Linked DNA regions of Anas platyrhynchos: region 2 is linked to region 1. A link is a contact called in public Hi-C data. All regions are on one chromosome and are shown on one strand. The core of a region is the stretch at or near the end of the contact, and the rest is flanking DNA. Distances in the headings are between cores, read along the strand shown.

Region 1 (6,714 bases), core at 1,747-4,246:
ATAGTGCCCTTCCCATGGGGGTGGACCAAAGACTCCCAAGGGATGCGATGTATGATTGCATTGTACCAAGAAAAGACTGCCTGGGGAAATGAGGCCTGTAAGTCTCTCTTTGCTGTTCCTTGCATGATAACAATATCGCGGTTCCCCCTGCATTCTCTACAGCTATAGGTAACCATACAGCTTGCCTCTCACGGCAGGGTGTGAGTGCTACCTGGCATCTGGGAGAATTTGCCTTGTGCTACCAAGGACTTGATGGGAAACTGCTCAAGACTAGAGATCCCCAGGGCAGATCTCTGGTGGTACGGTGGAGGGAAGATCTTACAGTCCACCCTACCATCTAATTGGGAAGGCACTTGCGCACTTGTTCAATTAGCTATACCCTTCACCCTGGCATTTGAAAAAGAAACATCACAAATACCCAGAAGTAAAAGAGGCTTAGGAATATCATTTGATGATAGAGTATATATAGATTCTATTGGGGTACCTAGAGGAGTTCCAGATGAACATAAAGCCAGAAATCAAATTGCTGCAGGGTTTGAGTCACTGTTCTGGTGGGTAACAATCAATAAAAATGTGGATTGGATTAATTATTTCTATTATAATCAGCAGAGATTCATCAATTATACCAAGGATGCGATGAGAGGAATCGCTGAACAACTAGATGCCATCAGCAAAATGGCTTGGGAAAACAGGATAGCATTAGATATGATGCTCGCAGAGGAAGTAGGTGTGTTTGTGTGTGTAATACTGAGCAACCATTGTTGCACTCTTATACCCAACAATAGTGTCCCAGATGGCTCGGTAACAAGAGCATTGCAAGGGCTTACCACCCTTGCCAGTGAATTGGCAGAAAAAAAAAAATAATAAAATAAAATAAAATAAAATAGGCATATTTGCAACATTGGTCGTAGTTGTAGGAGTTTTGACAGCCATTGGTTGCTGCATTATCCCCTGTGTAAGAGGACTAGTACAGTGGTTAACTGAAACCGCACTATTGAAACAAATGACCATGGAGCTACCACCTTACTCAGATAAGGAGATAATGAGGAGATGGAAAGCAAAGAAGAAGAAGTCTATCACATTGCACCTTAGAGAAAGGTTTTGCAAAAATCAACAGTTTATAAAAAAAAAGAAAAGGGGGGAATTGTGGGAATAGAAATGTTGTTTTTGCAGAGTTACATTGTTTAGAAGGAGGGAATGTGGTACTGAGATATGCTTACAGTGATAAGAAAGTTTAGCAGGCGACCTAGTAAAATGCAGACAACCAGTCTCCTTAGGACAATTAGGTGAAAATCACGGTGTCAAGTCAAGTCAGATAAGTGAAGAAACATTACCACTTCAAGCACTAAAAATGTCAAAAGAAATTTGAAATTTAACAGGCCAGCAACTGAAGACTATGCATTGTTTGTGAAGCATCAGATAGATTGTGAACCTGGATTACCCACTCAGTGGGGAAACAGGGGAGGGTCCTGCCATCAAAAGGTATATAAACTGTGTTTTGGAACTAGTAGATGCGCTCTCTCCTGCTTGTGGGGCGCCCGCCATTGCAATCGCGAATAAATTACTACTTCACTGAGATCCTCGCCTGAGCCTAAGTTATTGGCTACAGAGTGTTTCTCACACCTCCCCAAACCTTCCCTTACACCCCCCCTTTCCCCTTCCTAGCGCAAACCACCCTCTCCCAGCACCCAGATCTCCCCCCCCCAAAGCCGGCTGCCCACCTCCCACCCCTTCCCCACCTCGGGCTGAGGTCGGCGGGGCGACATTTCCCTCTCCTTCCCCGCCTGCCTCCCTCCCCTGCGCGGCCGCTGGGAGGCTCCGGCGCTCGGCCCGGCCGCTCGGTGCCACCCGCCCCCCGCCCCCGCAGCGCCCCGCACCGCGGCCCCGCACGCACCGCGGGCCACGGGCAGCGCCGGCAGCTCCGGCAGCCGGAGGCGAGCGGAGAGAGACAGCGAGCGGGCGGCACCCACCGCCAAACCCAACACCCCCCCCCCCCCCCCTCAGCCGGGGATGGAATATACAAAAAAAAACACAAAGGAAAAGTGGCCGGAGCGTGCCGGGGGCAAAATGCTGGAAGTTTGTAAGTGCAACTCGCCGTTCGTGATCGCCGTTTGAAGGGTTGGTTGGTGGTTCTTTATTTTTTTATTATTATTATTATTATATTTTTTTTCCGTGCTTTTCTTGAAACTGTACTTGAAACTATTCGCTCGCCGGGAGCCGAAGGGAAAGTATGCGAGAGGAGTTCTCTGCCTCGGGTTGGCGGCTCGCTGCTTTATTGCTAAGAGGGGGGGAAACGAGCGCTGAAAGCAAGACGGATTTTACCCAGCGGCTGGATTAAGCGGAGGCGAGGCGTGCTCTGGCAGCCCCGCTGCCTGACATTGTTCCCGAGCTGGGCTCCGTCCCCCCGGCTCCCGGAGCTGCCCCCGGGCTGCAGCCCCTCGGATCCCGCACCCAGAGCCAGGAGCGGCCGGCGCGGAGCGAGCAGGAGAACGGATCCCGCACAAAGACCAAAGTAACCCCAGCCTCTCCTCCTCCTCCTCCTCCTCTCCCGGCTATTTGCACATCCACGGAGGACTTTATACAAATACCAACAACGAGCCAACGAGCCACCCGCTCCACCGGCCGCGGAGAAGATTTGGGAGGGGGGTGGCTGGGGAGGGGGGGGGGGGGGTCGGCTCCGTGCCGCTGAGCCCCGCGACCCCTTTTCCCCTACCTGAATCTCCCCCTGAAGGAGCGACCCCCCCCCCCCGGCCCCCGGAATGAAATAAAACCAATAAACCTGCCAAGCCCCACTCCTTCCCCAGGGGGATCTCCTTTCGCCCGGGGATCCCTTTTGGAGGCAGCGGGTTAATTTTTTAATTTTTTTTTCCCCTCTCCCGCCTGCCCCCCCCACCCCCCCATAGACCCCCATCCCTCCCTTTTCACCCCCGACCCCCTCGGCCGATGGTGGCCCGTCCCTAGCACCCCCCCCCTCCCCTGATTTTCCCCTTTTTTTTTTTTTTTTTTTTTTTTTCTCCCCCAAAAAACCCACCCCCGGTTCGAGGGGGGGACGGGGCGGCGGGGGGGTCTCTCGGCCCCCCTTGGCGGTGTGGGGTCGCGGGGCCTCCCCCCCTGCCTTCCCCGCTCCATGCGGCGCTGAGGCGGCGATGGGCGACACGGCTCCCCCCCAAGCCCAAGCCGCGGGGCTGGGGGCCGGGCTGCTGGGGGGCGGCGGGGGCGGCCCGGCGGCCCCCCGGGTCCACAGCGCCATCGTGGAGCGGCTGCGGGCCCGCATCGCCGTGTGCCGCCAGCACCACCTCAGCTGCGAAGGGCGCTACGAGCGGGGCCGCGCCGAGAGCTCCGACCGCGAGCGGGAGAGCACCTTGCAGCTCCTCCACCTCGTGCAGCAAGGGCAGGGGGCCCGCAAGGCCGCCAAGCACCCTAAGGCGGCCGCAGGAGGAGGAGGAGGAGGAGGAGGAGGAGGAGGAGGAGGAGGAGGAGCGGCCGCCCCGTCCTCCGCCGCCGCCGCCGCCGCGCCCCCCGACTACCACCAGCACCTCCTCAGCAACGGCGGCGCCAACGGGGAGCAGGCGGCGGGGGAGCAGCGAGCATCGGCCCTGCTGGCGGTGAGTCACGGCGCCCCCTGACGGGCGGAGGGGGGCGGCATGGGGGCAGCCCCGGCCCTGAGGCGGGGAGGGGTGGGGGTGGTGGGAGAGGGGTGGGGGTGGGGGTGTGCTTCGTGTGTGCTCGGTGCTGGGGTGGTGACACCCCCAGGAGTGTCCTGGTGATGTCCTGCCGCGAGGGGACACGCCAGGTGTGGTTCAAGTCCCTCGTCGCCACGGTGGTGACAGCCCTCGTGGTGTCCCACCTGGCGGTGACACCCCAGGTGTGGGTCACAGGCGCTAAAGTTCCTCATGTGTCCTTTTCAGTGGGGTAGTGACACCCCTGGAAAAGTCTCCTGAGTGCCCTCATGATGTCCCGCCAGGAGGTGACACCCCGGGTGCCACCATGGTGGTGACGCCCCTGGTGCCTGGAAGGGTTCTGGGGGCTTCAAGCTGCCTCGGCGTGTCCCCGAGCAGCGGTGTAAGGTGGCGTTAAACTGCAGCTCACGCTCAGAGCCGTGCCCACGGCTTCACACCTCAGGCGTTGCGCTCTCGTTTTGTGCCTCCTGTGCTGCAGGTGGGCAGGCAGTGGTGAGCACCGCGTGCAGGTGCCCCTGGCAGAGCTTTATGATCCCTGAGGTGGACAAGTGCTTGTGAAAGCAGAGCTCCTGAAGCTCCGTCTCACACCCGTGAGCCCCACTGGCGAGGGCTGGTTCATTACTGTCATTCATAGTGTTTCCAAGGAAGAAATTAAAAGGGTTTTTCACACCCTGTGGACGACACGTTGACCTTTTCCAAGTGGAAGCTGCTCTGGAGGTGGCTGGGAGGCAGAGCCTTGCCTCCTGTTACTTCATGACAAGCCGCTCGTGTACCAGGCTTTCTGCCTTTCCCTCCAGTGTCCCTCCAGCATGTGCTCCCAGCACACACACAAAACATTACGAGGAGCGACTGCCCCCTGATAGGCCCGTGGCTGCTGTTTGAGCAGCCCAAAATAGACTGCTCCCTCCCTTCCCGACAGAAACCTGTCCTTCTCACTGCTTGGTGTATTCTAAAACGGGACCCTGCTGGTTATTTTCTCCCCTCTCAGCCCTCCCGGCGCTGGGGGCTGTGGCTCCGTTTGGGAGGGCGGCGATGTGAGGGGCTAACCTGATGACAGTGGGGTGCTTTGGCCTGAGTCAATGCTCAGGGCAAATCTCCCATCGCAATCAAGAAAGCCATTATCTTATTTTTCCAGTGTGTACTAATGAAACGCTTCGTGATTGTCTCGAGGAAAAAAGAAAAAAAAAGGTTTTGCATAATAACATACATCCCAGCAAACTCTGCTTTCTGAAGTCAGGGAACAGGCCCGTGTGCTTTTTTTTTTTGTTTTGTTTTGTTTTGGTTCTTTACTAGTTGTTACTATTATTATGAAATAGCTGGAGGCAGCTGTTCGAAACGGCTAAACGAAACAACTCCAATGAAAATACCGAAAGGTTTTCATCTTTGCAGTGCAGAGAGGTTGTCCTTGTTTCGCTCGAGATCCTAAACCCGCTCTTTGCTGGACACTGCCCCCGTTCCACCTTGCATGCTGCCTCACCTCCCCGACAGCTCCAAACGCGAGTGCATTTGGGCGAGGGCATCCCCCTCTCTGACAAAGTCCCCCTCATTTTTTGCATGCTCACGCTCAGCAGTCCTGCTGACAAGGTACGTGACTTCACCAAACGTGACATCTGGGGCCCCAGACCGCGTTTTGACACCGAAGAGGCGCTGGCTCATGAGGCAGCGCTGCTGTAATGGTATCGCTGCACATCGCTGATCCTCCCACTCTGTGCTCGGCACAGGCATGCTGCATTCGTTGCTTCGGTAGGGCTGCCTAATTAAGGAACAGAGAAAGGCATCGGTCCCAAGTCACGTCTCTGCGTGATGGAGGCGCATGTTCCCCTTACCGAGCACCCCTTAGGACATCGTTGCATGTGCTGAAAAGGCAAAGGAAATCACACCGTGTCTGAGTGGGGTGAATTGGAGTGGCTGAGGATCAGGCAGCAGGTAGCCCAGCGGTGTGCTCCTCTTCTTGAAAATTCAGAGGGCGGTGATGGGCCAGGATAATGACAGGGTCTTGCTTTGTCCTGGCCATAGGCAGAGGAGGAATTTGCTCTGCCCGTTATCCCAAGACAGAGGAAGGATGAGGCAGAGTAAGTTGCCCTGTGCACTATAAATGGACAGGGAAGAGCCATCTCTAAGGCAGCAGAATCCATCCTCTGGGGGTGTTCCCCAAGGGGAAATCCATCAGAAGACTTGCTTGCGCCAGTGGTTATTGCTCTAATTTCAGCCTTTTTGCTCGGAGCAGATGGCAGATCGGAGGTGCGTGGGGTCCTGGAACATAGCGGTTCTGAGCATCGGTCGTGGGAGGTACAGCTCTGGCACGAGGAGGCACAAGACGAGAGCGTTTGTGCGAGTCTCACACTGAAGATGTGAGATTTGACACCTCTCTGACTCCACGGGGGGACTGCAAAGCTCCACCTGCCTTGCTGTAGCTCCACCAGTTTAAAAAGAGCTCCACACACAGACAAGCGTGAAGGCAGCCCTGGCTCTCTCCGGGGAGTTCTGGCTATCAGGGCGCTCTTTGTTCTGCAGAATCCAAGACTGTCCCCACGCTTCCTCTGCTGAAAATAGCTGGGTTGTTTCCTTCGCTCTGCAGATCCCACTGCTCCTGTTAGGAGCGCGCCGGCCACGTTCAATGGCACGGGATGGGTCGTTTGCTCGGTTGGACTCCAGAGTAAATATTTGAGACTCGATAACATTTGAAACAGCCTTCGCTTGAACATATCAAAGGGTCTGAAGTGATAATCTGATGCTGTTGATACCATTATTTGATAATTATCTGTCCCCAGCAGACGGTTTAAAACCGGCAGAAGAGCGTTTTGGTGGGGTTGGGTTTGGGCTCAGTTTGGCAGTGTTACTTTGATTTTTGAGCAAGCAGCCTTGGCAGCAGCATTTCCTCCTTGGAGAGTGGAGGCCAGATTTTTGAGCTGGACTGCTGGGTGCGGGTGCATGTGAAAGAGAAATTTATTCTTCTGGACACGGCAAGGAAAGCTTTTGTGCTTTCTGCCTCCCTGCATTTCCCACGAGCTGACATGTGTTTATTTATCTGGTG
Region 2 (6,754 bases), core at 3,132-5,631, 170 kb after region 1:
CCGGAGGCACCAGCGCTGGCACGCCGCGCGGAGGGGACCTGGGTTCGTAAGTCCTTTTGAATTGAAAAGGCAACCCAGCACTGAGGCCGAGTATGTAAAAAAAAAAGGCTTTTGGGATGTGTTACTAACGTGCAGCAGCACTAAGCACAGAGGTTGGGTCATAGAGAGGAGCACAGTGGAGTTATGTGGTCAACTTCTGTGGGCTGTCCCTAAAAGTAGTGTTTGGAAACACTTCTGTGCCACAGCCCCATCTCTCTGGGCATGCAGAGGACAGGCTCCTTTGTGATAAGCTTTGATAAGCTTTGTGTTATCAGCTTCGATTACTGTTTGTGAGAATTTGGGCAGTGGGGCTCCCTGCTCCCCACCTTGCTCTGCTAATCAGGCTGCACCACGCGCTCTCCTCCAGGGCTGCCCATCTGCATTTTCTGGGCACTAATGCCCTGCTTCCCTCTGATGCCATGATCAGAAAGGAGCTCCTGAGTGCTGAAAGCAACTTTTAGAGGAGCGGGAGGGAGCATTTGCACCCTTTTCCAGCAGAGGATGGGCAGCCCCTGGCTAAAGGTCGCCCTGAGGTATGCAGGACAGGGCTTGGTTCCTCTCACTGTGCCCCCTGCTTTCCCTTGGGGCACTGGTTTCACCACTCCAGTAGGTCAGCAGATCCCATGTGAAGGCAGAGATGTTCCCATCTGGAGTCACCACATGGCAACAGAACCAAAAATCATGAGGAAGGGACAGCGTGGGAGGGATGTGCCCCAGCGTGCAGCTCCCTGCGGGTCAGCCGAGCCCAGCCGCCCCTTCCTCGATGGAGCACCCTCCTCTGTCAGAGCATCTCTGAGGCAGCCCAAAGCCACAGAGGAGGGTTAAAAAGGGACAGCAAAGGGTTAAGGTGTTTGGGCCATCGCAGCCACATCAGAGCTACTCTCCTTTCCTGTTTTCATTCATCTCTGGCCACTTCCACCAACACACCCACTCCCACCCCTTCCCATAACCTGGCCACTTTGTTTGGAGGAGACATTAACTTCTGTACTATTTCTTTTAGCATGCTTTTTTTTTAAAAAAAAAAAATAATAATGCATTATTACTTTATTTTTTAAGATTATGTCATTTAAAAATCATTTCACTTCTAAAAATGACAATAAACTTTACACTTTCCTGCTGTAAAACAGGCCAGTGCTGTCACTAGTCTGCTCATTCTCGGGGATTTATGGCCCCGTGTCTGATGTGATGCAATCCTCTCAAATGAAAAATCATCACGACTGAGCCCGTAGCACAAAGAGACGATTTAAGAGGAACGGGAATAATTAAGGCTGCCCCTTACAAGCCCGGCACAAAGGCATTTCTCAGAGCAGCCCGAACTGTTAGTGAATAGGCAGAAGGGGATCTTAGTTTTCCAAGGCTGAAATCTCCCCCAGTCCCCACCACATCTGTGAGTGAAGGCAAGCCTGTGTCTTTGGTTTTCAGCTGGTGCTTGGGGGAAAAATGGCACTGCCATTCTGGGGGGATTTTTCCTCCCTGAGCCCTCCAGACCTTGCCAAGCCTTTCTTGGAGAGGGGATGATGCTGAGCCTGTGCTGGATGCTTGCAGCACCCACACAGCTCCACATCTCCCTGTTTTCAGGTGTTTCCTCAGGAAAGGACATAGAGAATCCTGTTGTGGCCTTGCTTGTTTGTATAATTATCAGGTAGGACCTCAGTTCGGCCACATCCATCTCTCTCTCATTGCTGTTGTCTCTTTGGGGCCCCTGCCTTGAATTTGGCATCCTTGGCTTTGGAGACTGCTGCTTCCAGGCCTCTTCCATGAGCTGCTCAGGAAGCTGGGAAGCACCCTGGTGCCAGTCTTGTCGCTGCCCACAGCCCAAAACCAAGAGATATTTTCATAATTGTCTCTGAGACTGCAACCTTCTGTGTTAAACCTCCCCAATATCTCTCTTCCCCAAAGGTTGTGGGACTGGGAGGCTGCATCTCGGCACCTTCCACGCAGGGACCAAGACATCAGTCACACCTCCTGCTGTGCTGCTGGTGCCTCAGGAACAGTCCTGTGGTGCTCTCATCTTCACCTCTGGCTTTTTGCCGAGGCACTGAACTGCCTTTGGGGTGCAAAACTGTCCAGCAAGTGTATTCCTGCCTATTTATTATATATTCAAAATCTGAAAGTTGATAGTAATTACAGTTACAATTAAATAAATAAATAAATAAATAAAAGCCACTTAAGACAAAAAGCCATGTATAACTGAAATAATAATGTAGTCTATTTTTTTAAGTCCCCACCAAGACACTTTCCCCAGAAATTCAGGGGATTTTAAACTGCCACTTTAAATGAACCACAGTCGATGCTCCAAAACAGGCACGTGTTGCATTAGCAGCTCCTGCTGTTGAGCTACTGTCGCTTTGGGAGTGGAATTCGTGCCCAAAAGTTAAAGGAAATGACCACTCCAGTTAAATGACAGGGTGGTAATTTCAAAAACACACAACTTTAGGTTATCTGCCCCTCTTTCAACTGAAAAAAATGACCAGTGATTTCAACAGGAACAGACTTTGGCAGAAAGCTTTTATAAAATTTCACTCATTATCTAGAAATGTGACCGAACTAGTAAACACATTGCAGAGATCCAATTTATATTTACACAAGATTTTGTACTAAATGTTTTATTATTTTTTTTTTCATCTGCAGTTTCTGGCACGTCTTTGTCTGTCTTTCCAAGAGGGCAGCTCCAGATTATAAAAGCCTTAGGTCAACTTGCGGCTGAAAGCACTCTAAGATCATTGTCTTTGCAACATCGTGCACACAAGTGGTGCAATTTAATAACGATAATAAATGTACCAAATCTGAGAAGTGTGCCAGCGCTAATCACATTTCATATGTGCAGGCTTTTTTAGCCTTAATGCAGGAAAAAAATGTATCTTTGGTGCAGCTCCTCTTGTTTGCTATCAGCTCTGTGATTATTGTTTTATGTACTTTCTAAATCTAATTATGAATGTGACTCACTGGTATTCTCAGCAGACTGCATTCAGGGAGACTATCTTGTCAAAAGTTAGACTGAGAAAGTGGCTCATTTACTCTGCATACTCTCATTTTCTGTTTGTAGGGCATCCGTGCAAATTCCTGATATCCCGATAATTGCATTATTTGATTTTATTTGGAGGCATGTTTCTAAACTTTGGACTGATCGTAAGGGATTCTCTGTGAGCATTTTATGGTCGAATGGTGATTGTAAATTATATTTATGGTCACACCAGCCCAGTACTATTGTTTCTATTTGTTCATTTGATAGCCATAACAACTAGGTTTGAGAAGGAGCAGATCACAGATCTGTATTCCTCCAGAATCGTGTTTTTCACTGGTCGGTGAAGCAATGCCAACTGGAGGCAGAGTGGAGCTGGCTGTAGGCAGCACGGTGTCCCAAGAAGCAGCAGTGCCCTAACTTTTTCCTTCGTTGCATCCCGTCATTATGTCTTCACATTGTCTCATCCCTCCCAAGGCTCCCTTCTAAGCACATTTTCCATCTTGTGTTTCCCCACCTCCTCCAGCCTTTTCCCATCCACACCACTGCCCTCAAGGTAGCACCAGACCTTTATTCTTCCTAGAGGCTGCTCCCATCCTCCCCTCCCCAGTTTCATGTCCCTTCTGCCTCCCTGTTTCCTTCACCGCCTGCAAAGGAGCTGGGCTGCGAGGAGCAGCTGGAGGTGGATCTGTACATGTACAGCGTTTAAAGTGCTGCTGTGGCTGTGCTAGTCGAAGCTTGATCCCAACCCTGCCAATTTAAACTTCTTAAACCCCTGGGACAAAGGTTTTGGGTGTCAGTCACGCTCCCATTGTTAACCTCCGTGGTAAAAAGAAAAAACGGTATGTGCCTGCACAGGAGGGCCCGAGGGAGTGCCCTCTGCTCTGCATGTTCCTTCAGTACCTGGCTGAGGGGTTGCAACTGCTCCAGCTTTTCAGCTCCTGCTGAAGAAGGGAAGATCTGATACTTGCACGGCAGCACCGTTGCCCTTGCTGCTGTTGCTTCCCTTTAACCATGCGGTAAAGTAGCAGATTATACTCCATTTTAGAGCTCCTGTCGTAACAGATGCAAGTGATCTTCATGCTTTGGTTGCTTTTGTTGAGCTGACCTGTGAAAAAAACACTGGCGCTTTTTGAGTGGCAACAAAAAACCTGTAACCATCTTAACGCCAAGAGAGACGTAGCAGTTCAAGCTGAAGAATGAGCACATAAGGGGCTAGAGTCGTTCCTGTCTGCACTTTCCTTCAGCACATTTCCTACATGGATAGAACATAAAATTGGTTGTTTGGGAAGAAAAGCGATCGTAGGCTCTGTCTTCGGGCACATGGTGAGCCTGGGTAGAAGTTAGGGGGAGATGCCATCTGCTGGAAAGTCTGGACATTGTCAGAAGGAGAAACGGAGTTGGAACAGCTGTGAGCAAACGGCAGAGGATTAAATTAGCACCCAACATCCATGAGTAGCCACCAGCGAGGGCTGGGTCCCACCTCCTGCTCTCTCCAAGGCTTGGAGCCCTGAAGCTGGGCTCCTGTCCTGGTGGGACATCTGTCCAGCCCGTGCTGGCCGGGCACGGGACTGGAAGGAGATCGTGGAGGGGAAGAGAGAAAGAGGTCAACTTGAAAGATTTAGGGCAGGCAGTGAGAACAGATCTGAAGGAGAATAGAGGGTTAAGGACCCAGAAATGGCAGCGGGAAGACAAATAAGCCTCCAGAAGCCTCGGAAGGGAAGGCTTTTAATAGCAGGAACCGCAATAACAATAATTGTCATCAATGGGGACTGATAAATGTGCGTCTCCGATCCAGCAAAATGTTAAACTTCGCTGGGTAATGCTACTAACACCTTAGTTAAGCACTTATGCAAATGCTTGAATGATAAAGATAAAATGAAACCAAGTGCAGGAAACAGCATGTCAAGAATAAAATTGTTAATTGTTTTTTGATTGAATCCTCTGATTCTCATTACTGCTTCTCTCTACAACCCACTGTGTTTTCAGTATAACTTTCAAACTTTCAAGGTGGTTGTAGAGAAGTAGGTAGACCTTAGCGCTTTCTTCATTTCCCCCCAGTGTGTGATTGCACTAAATGTGTTTTTAATATTGCTTTTTACCACTTTGATATTTTATTTTGTTTTTGTTGTTGCTCACATCAGAAAACCACAAGGTAGACATTACATATGATTTACCGGGAAATATCTGGGGCTACGCCAGCTGATTAAAAAAGAAAAAGAAAACAAGCACAACACACATGGGATGTGAATGAGATTCATTGGGCAGCAGTCATGAGAGAAGCTCTCTGTGAAGTGGAACGGGATGAGCTGACAGTAACAAAGATAACTGTGTTGGTTTGCAATGCAGAAAAGGAGAAATGATACCTCATAACATATTTGTAGGAATTTAAAATAATGGGCTCAAGCATCCTTCTTTAGAGTCAGGGTTCAAATATATACAAATACATATTGCTGTGGGGTCCTACTTTCATATACTACCTAATATCCAGGTGGAGCCTTACAGAAAAGCATTTAAATGATGGATAGTTGCAGCATGGTTCTGCTCCTGTTGGAGAGAATGGGGAAGGACATGTTTTGGCAGAAGCTCCCACTGATTTTATGGCACACACTAAGCCCTTGGGATCCACAGACCATAGGGATTGCTTTAGCATCTTTAGAATCTTGGAGCTGGGAAGTAGAAAGAAGATGGCCAGGGCAGAGGAGAAGAGAGTGGGAGGCAGAGAAAGGAGAGAACAGAAATGTAGGTGCATCATATATTTATTTTGTTTTGTCAGCTTAATTTAACTTGGAGACTCAATGTCTCCCTTGCACTGGCAGCAATCAATAGCTCATAGTAATGACTTGCAAAACTGTGAATCATTAGGCAATCGTAAGGTTTAATCTTTAAAGGTCTTATTTCAAACATCATATCTTAAAGATCTGGAGGAGTTAAGATATAACGGTGATAAAAAACAGATAGTCACATAGGTAGCTGGGTAGGTGGGTTTGTAGATAGCTAACCCACCAACCAGCCAGCCAGGTTTTCATTTAGATAAGTGACCTCTGAATGATCTGTGTTTCACTTATTCAAATGTTCAAATCTTCTTCCTCTCCTGGATCCCAAAATTGGCCACTGGAGGACTGATGGCTTACAAGGAATATTGCACTGGTCTCCACAAGGGGTTCACCCTTGGGCATGGGCTCGCCTGCTCCTCTGGTCAGTGTGAGTGAAAGGACGTGCTCCTCCAGAGGGAATCCATGCTATTGGAGGCGTAATTGCCATTCCCAGCTCCTCTCAAAACCAAGGAGATGTCATGTGGGGGATTTCTCCCGGCATGAAGACCACTCATGCCATCCTTGTCACCAACGTGTTTGGCACAGGCTCTGGACAGCAGCTCCACGGGAAGCCGAGGGATTGTTCAAGTCAAGAGGAGAAAAGGGGATTGCAAGGAAGGGAAGGCAGGAGACAAACACATCTGCTGAGATTTGCCTACCACTGAAAACACTACTGCTGCTGAAACTCTCCAAGCTTCCTGAATTTAGCCCTTATATCTGAAATGTTTTCTTTGTGCTTGTCCCAAGACTTGAACACCATAGAAGAAAATAACACCGGAGAACTTCACAGAATGCAGTAATGCACCTAGTGTAACTAAAGTAAACTAGTGCTATGCAAATAACAGCTCCAATAATTATAGTAGCCAGAGGAAGAAGGGAGGTTGTAAATCCTACTGTTTGAAGACTTCTTCATACACTTGGAGCCCATGAGCAACAT

Evidence for each region. A called contact is a pair of places that touch in the nucleus more often than the background predicts.
Region 2: a contact with region 1 is called in a Hi-C map of F1 follicle, with 3 times the contacts expected there. The contact joins the enhancer-like site here to the promoter of MAML2 in region 1. A contact is called at or near these places in 2 of 8 Hi-C or Micro-C datasets (F1 follicle and skeletal muscle).

The regions. Positions count from the first base shown.
Region 1 is chr1:195,336,019-195,342,732 of IASCAAS_PekinDuck_T2T, forward strand. MAML2 (mastermind like transcriptional coactivator 2) reads left to right here and starts at 2,997. Exons shown (of 5, transcript XM_027467739.3): 1 at 2,997-3,605. The coding sequence starts at 3,147. LOC140001353 (a long non-coding RNA gene) reads left to right here. Exons shown (of 2, transcript XR_011806540.1): 2 at 1-1,578.
Region 2 is chr1:195,506,185-195,512,938 of IASCAAS_PekinDuck_T2T, forward strand. All of the region lies in intron 2 of MAML2 (mastermind like transcriptional coactivator 2), which reads left to right. Among named protein-coding and RNA genes, the nearest start is that of MTMR2, 53 kb to the right of the region's middle. Within about 2 kb of position 4,382, at least 2 of the 8 cell types and tissues checked have an H3K27ac peak or open chromatin away from gene starts, as enhancers often do. A contact at or near this core is called in F1 follicle, where this site is marked.